Regions from separate parts of the Ovis aries genome. Here region 2 is linked to region 1. A link is a contact called in public Hi-C data. All regions are on one chromosome and are shown on one strand. The core of a region is the stretch at or near the end of the contact, and the rest is flanking DNA. Distances in the headings are between cores, read along the strand shown.

Region 1 (2,885 bases), core at 218-2,717:
ATGACTATTTTTCCCCCTAATTCCATTTTGTGTAATAGATGTATACATTCAGGATATTTGAATTGAAATGCATACCTGAGTATACCTACGCAGCCACGCCCATGTGGGCAGAGGATGCTTGATTCCCACGGCCTTTCTAGAAGGAATTCAGCTGGGAAGGCAGTGGGAGCAGCTGGTGGAGTTAGGCATTTGTATGGAGACTGATTTCCAGGGTTCGTGAGCCTGTTCCTCTGGCTTTAATAGCCATACTGGCCTGTCATTCCAAGTATAGGGTGGGCTCCTTGCAGACAGGGACGTAACTGTCACTGTTACTTCTTTATTTAAAAGCGATGCTTTACAGAGCTCTCACACCATGATGTTTAGCATCAGACCTGATAGATTCTGCTTCATGGTTGTGTGAATCTGGGCAGTTTATCTCTTGAAGTCTCAGTTTTCTCATCTGTAACATGAAGACAGTACACGCCATATAAATTTGTTGTGTGGATCTGGGCAGTTCATCTCTTGAAGTCTCAGTTTTCTTACCTGTGACATGAAGACAGTACACGCCATATAAATTTGTTGTGTTGAGAAAGTGACACAGCAGATGCCTGGTATGTCATAGGCACGTGCTCCCATCCTTAGGTTACACACCAGTGAGAGGCTTTTCCTCACAAAGGAAAGCCTTTAAAGAGGCCCCTGGGGGGAAAGGGGCTTCCCTGGGGACTCAGATGGTGAAGGATCTGCCTGCAATGCCAGGAGACCCAGCTTCCATCCCTGGGTTGGGATGATCCCCTGGAGAAGGGAATGGCAACCCTCTCCAGTGTTCTTGCTTGGAGGATCCCACGGACAGAGGGGCCTGATGCGCTATGGGGTCACAAAGAGTCAAACAGGACTAAGCGACTAACACACACACCATAGGGGTCGGGGGAAGTCTGCAGAATATTAATTTATTTCTCTTGTTGGTCACATGGGGGGAGAAAATGATTGTTTTCTCTTTCAAAGACAGCAGAAAGCTTCGTTTGCTGTGCTGGGTGGGAAGCCTCTGTTGGCTGTGCCTGTGGTCTGGGAGGGTGGCACTCAGGGACCCTCCAGCTCATCCAGAAGCCAGGATGGGCTCTCCATGTGGGTGGTTTCTGGGAGCCTGGCCCTCAGGTGCCTGCAGTTCCTCAGGCAGCACACCAGGGGGCGCAGCTCACTCAGAAACACCAACTCCAGTTTCTTTTCTCATCACAAAGATATTTATGGAAGAAATGATGATGTTACGAGCATAGTTCCAATGAGCTGAGATCAGTGCCTAAAGGTGGAGGAAAAGTGTGTTTTGATGAATACATTCCGCATCTTGGAAATGAATAACATTGCTGAAAACCCCAGGGAGATCTGATTTTCCAGGAATGCCTCCCTGCGGACACAGGGCTCACACCTTCCTGGTCTAGACACCAGTGGAGCTCTGTAGGGTGGCGGGTGGCTTGCTGCCTGGTGTCAGAGCTTATGCATTCTCTGCCCCTCTGGGCAGTGGGCACCGTGGTCCCTGGCCCTGGCATTGCATCATCCCTGTGCAAACCGGGCAATTTCTTTGAAGTTCTCTTTGCATTACAGGAAACAATAGGCATTTCAGAGCAAAAGTCATTTTCTCCGCCTTGAGTCAGTTCATAACAGTGAGGTGAAATCAGGTCGCGTGCTTGGTGCCTGTTCAGTCCCTTCAGTCGTGTCTGACTCTTTGCCATCTTATGGACCGTGCCCTACCAGGCTCTGTCCGTGGGGTGCTGGGGCCTCAGTCCAGTTCCTGCTGGGTAACCCGTGGAAGTGACTTTTACCCTGCTGGGTTTCCAGATCCAGGGCGGCTCAGGAGCCTTCCCACTGGACGGTAGGCCTCATCGCAAGGTCCTTGAGCTTTCATTCTTTAATTTGTTCAAGTTGAACAGATTAGTGCATATTGAGATTTTCAGAGACTGTTAATGCCAGGTTATTTGGTAGGCGCACTGGGGCTTCCCAGGTGGCTCAGTGGTAAAGCACCTGCCTGCCAGTGCAGGAGACAAGGAGACGCGGATTCAGTCTCTGGGTCGGGAAGGTCCCCTAGAGAAGGTAATGGCCACTCACTCCAGTATTCTTGCCTGGGAACATCTCATGGACAGAGAAGCCTGGTGAGCTACAGTCCATGGGGTCTCAGACAATCAGACATGACTGATTGACTGAACAACAACAGGGGAACCAGTTGATCTTCGCGAATAGCACTTGTGAAAAGTGAATTAGAGATGGAGTTTTGTGAGGTGTGGAAGATTGCCGTCAGAGCTTTGGGGAAGGAGGGGGTTCCTTTCAGGAGGGGGTGTGTGCTTGTCACGCAGGAAGAGCTGAGGTTCCCGCCGCCGCCCCGTCTCTCAGGAGGAGGGCTCTGATCTGTCTCCCTGCTGCCTGTGCCTCCTTAGGTCATGACTGCTGCGAGACAGTGAAGGTGCTGCTCTGCGCTTCCAAAGAGGGCCTGCCCGTGCTCGTGGTGGCAGAAGAGGACTTCCGGTTCATCCAGGACGAGGCCTACGACGCAGCCCAGTTCCTGGCCACCAGCGCCGGCAACCAGCAGGCCCTGAACTTCACCCGCTTCCTGGATCGCTCAGGACCCCCGTCCACGGACGTGAACTCCCTCGATGAGAAGGTCGCCCTGGCCTTCAGGCACCTGAAGCTGCCAGCGGAGTGGAATGTGTTGGGGACAGACGCAGCCTCACACGGTAAGGAGCTCGGATGACCCGCAGCCTTTGAGCTTGGGATTCTTTGTATTTGGATGGGGCTGCTTTCTTAGGGGGATGATCCTCCCGTCTCCCATGGTGGCTGCGTAGGAGCAGAGTGGCCTCAGTGGCGCCTCTCCTGCGTCCTCCTGCCAAGCTGTCGGCCTGTTCTTGTTGGGAAACGACCCC
Region 2 (2,977 bases), core at 99-2,598, 290 kb after region 1:
GATATTTGGGCCCAGTCAGTTGCTATTACAGAATACCCTTGTGCACGTGTCTTTTTCATGCTGCTTCAGTAGATTTGCAGAAGCTGACCTTCTGGTCAAGAACACACACAGCTGCCCTCTGCCTTGGAATTGCTAAATTCCCCTTTGGAAGGATTATGCCCTGTTGCATTTCCTAGGTGAGGCTTCTCAAGAAAGATGATCAAGAGATCTGTTGTTCATGATCCGGGGTGCCTAAACGCCAGAACACAGAGCTTCTTTCCACTGGAACATTCCATTTCTTTAAGGGGAAGCTGTCTGAGGGTTTGCGTGGGGGAGGTATGTATTGCTTCCAGGCGTCAGTGTTTCCACATGTGCGTGTGTGAGGCGGTGAGTCCACTGGCTCCCTGGGCACATATTCTATAATTTTCTGTGTCAGCCTCACATTTCACTTGCACCAAGCATTTCTGAATCCTGAGTCTCTCTGTCTGCATGACATGCTGGGAGCCTCAGAGTGTAATAGCATTTAGGATATTCCTGGCTGGGACTTCTCACCCAGTAGTTACTATGGTGTCTCAGTGGGCTCACTATCTTGCAGGACTGTGCTGAAATCTCTTGCCTCTTTGTATCCCATCTCCTCATCTTTTCTTTTTTTTTGTATTTTTTCCATCTCTTTTCTATTGGGTGTTTGTACCTTTAAAATTAATTTAGTACCATTTTATTGGCTTGAGGCTGGAGAGGAGATGCATTGATGATATGATTTCACCACTTTGATCCAGAAGTGCACCAAAAATGTATAGAAGGTGATGCTGAAAATTTGCAGGATATGAGGGAGAGAATTAGGAAAAGAGAGGATTTTCTAATAAGGGCTTCTCTGGACCATGTGTTAAGCTGTACTTTCTGGTTTCTGAGAAACACGAGTGAAGGATTTGACTTTTTCTGAAATTGCTTTTGGTTCCCAGATGGATATATCATTGGCTGGGCCACCCAGCTTTTTAGCACATAAAGAATTATGAACAACTGAGTTAATTCTGAAAATTATTATAGCAGATCACATGCTTAAAATTTGGGTCCTGCTAAAATATTTGATTCAGTTATCCTGTCTCCTGACACATAAAGGATGCTTGAAATTTATTACAGAGCAATAAAACAAAAGCCTCCCAAACAAAAAACCACAAGGAATCTGCAGAATTCTGTTACACTTCTGACAATTTACTGGGGCATCTATGCATGCCCTAAGCGTTCTCAGATAACTTGCTTCTCCAAAGGCTAAGAGATGAAATGCACATTTGTTATTACAGACGATACACGTCTCATTCGCAGTTAACGATCTAACTACCATCTATCCAGGATCATACTTGTGTCAGCTGCTCTGCTTGGTCCTGAGAACAAGACGGTCCTTGTTGTCAGGGAATTTACAGTCTGGTGGGGGAGGAATGGGAGACAGGCCACAAAGAGATAATTATAAAATGTTGTGATATATGCTATTATAGTAAAATGTACAGAGGAGTCCAGGATTTAATTATCATAGTTAACAATGTACATTTTTATACACGCTTACTTTGACAGTGCATACATTAAAACTGGAGAAGTACTAAGAAAATTGGCTAGGTTCCTGAGCAGAGATGACTTAAAAACTCAGGCAGTAGCCTGTTGTAGTGGAAATTCGTCTGTACTTGGTCTCCAAAGGTCTGGGTTTGATCCCCATTTATACCTTTTGTTTCTATTACAAAGTCCCTTAACTGTCTCTGGGTGTCAGTGTCTTCATTTTTAACAAGGGGGGAGGTGGTGGACTTCCCTGGTAGTGAAGTGGGTAAGAATCTGCTTGCCAGTGCAGGGGGCACAGGTTCGATCCCTCGTCCGGGAAGATCCGCATGCCTCGGAACACTGAGCCCACGCCACAACTATGGAGCTTTCACTCCAGAGTCTGCGCTCTGCGGCTAAAGAAGCCACTGCAATGAGAAGCCCACACACTTCAACGAAGAGTGGCCCCCACTCTCCCTAACTAGAGAAACCTGGGCAAAGCAATGACGTTCTAATGCAGCTGAAACTAAATAAATAAAAATAAGGAGGGGAGGGCTACTTCCCTGGTCCACTGGTGAGGACTCTGCGTCCACTCCACTCTCCTCAACTAGAGAAACCCTGGGCGAAGCAATGATGTTCTAATGCAGCTGAAACTAAATAAATAAAAATAAGGAGGTGGGGGGGGGGGTGCTACTTCCTGGTCTACTGGTGAGGACTCTGCGTCCACTGCAGCAGACATGCGTTCAATTCCTGGTTGGTATGAAAACCCCACATGGCCAAAAATAAATAAATAAATTAGAATAAGATAAAAACAAGGGGAACGTTAAATGATGGCTGAGACCCTTCCATGATGAACATCTCAAGGGGTGAATTCCAGCTCCTCCCTGATGTGAACCCAATAGACTAATGTGAATGTCAGTGACTGCATTGCTGAGCTGGGCTGGATGAGTCCACGTAACCAACCAGGGTCTTCGTTAGGTGGCAGTGTTAGACGTGCAACGTACCTTTTGGGAAACTAAACTTGACAAGTTTAATGGCAGTGGGGCTACACTGCTCCTCATTTCTGAAACCAGAGTTGCAACGCTGCCAGGACCTTACACGCAGAGCAGAGAAAGCGCACACTCCCAAATGTTCATGGGCTAGGGCAGCTTACCAATTCCAGCTTAGGCTGGGGAATCAGAGGCTACTGTAAATTTGTGGATGGTGGCTCCAAGAATTGTAGGGAACCTGGCACTCAATATGAATTAGTTACTTGAATGAGAAAATGTTTATTTTGGTTCAATAAACATTTTTGAAAATTGAGCATCTATGTTGCCCAGCCAAGTTCATGCTCAGGTCTATGGGAAACTCAGAGGTGAACCCAGGTCTCTTTTGCATCAAAGTATTAGCATTCTACCCTCTGTCTCGATGAACTGACCTACTCTGGTTACTTGCTGTAAGGAGAATCACACAGCGTTTGTCTTTTTGTGACTGTCTC

The links. A called contact is a pair of places that touch in the nucleus more often than the background predicts.
Region 2: a Hi-C map of mixed tissues shows a contact between it and region 1, with 4 times the contacts expected there. The contact joins two enhancer-like sites. A contact is called at or near these places in 7 of 16 Hi-C or Micro-C datasets (blood, hypothalamus, liver and 4 more).

The regions. Positions count from the first base shown.
Region 1 is chr18:15,752,209-15,755,093 of ARS-UI_Ramb_v3.0, forward strand. It overlaps AKAP13 (A-kinase anchoring protein 13), which reads left to right. Exons shown (of 39, transcript XM_060402005.1): 5 at 2,403-2,699. Among named protein-coding and RNA genes, the nearest start is that of TRNAW-CCA, 93 kb to the right of the region's middle. Within about 2 kb of position 1,468, at least 10 of the 54 cell types and tissues checked have an H3K27ac peak or open chromatin away from gene starts, as enhancers often do.
Region 2 is chr18:16,039,688-16,042,664 of ARS-UI_Ramb_v3.0, forward strand. No RefSeq gene overlaps it. Among named protein-coding and RNA genes, the nearest start is that of KLHL25, 24 kb to the left of the region's middle. Within about 2 kb of position 1,349, at least 6 of the 54 cell types and tissues checked have an H3K27ac peak or open chromatin away from gene starts, as enhancers often do.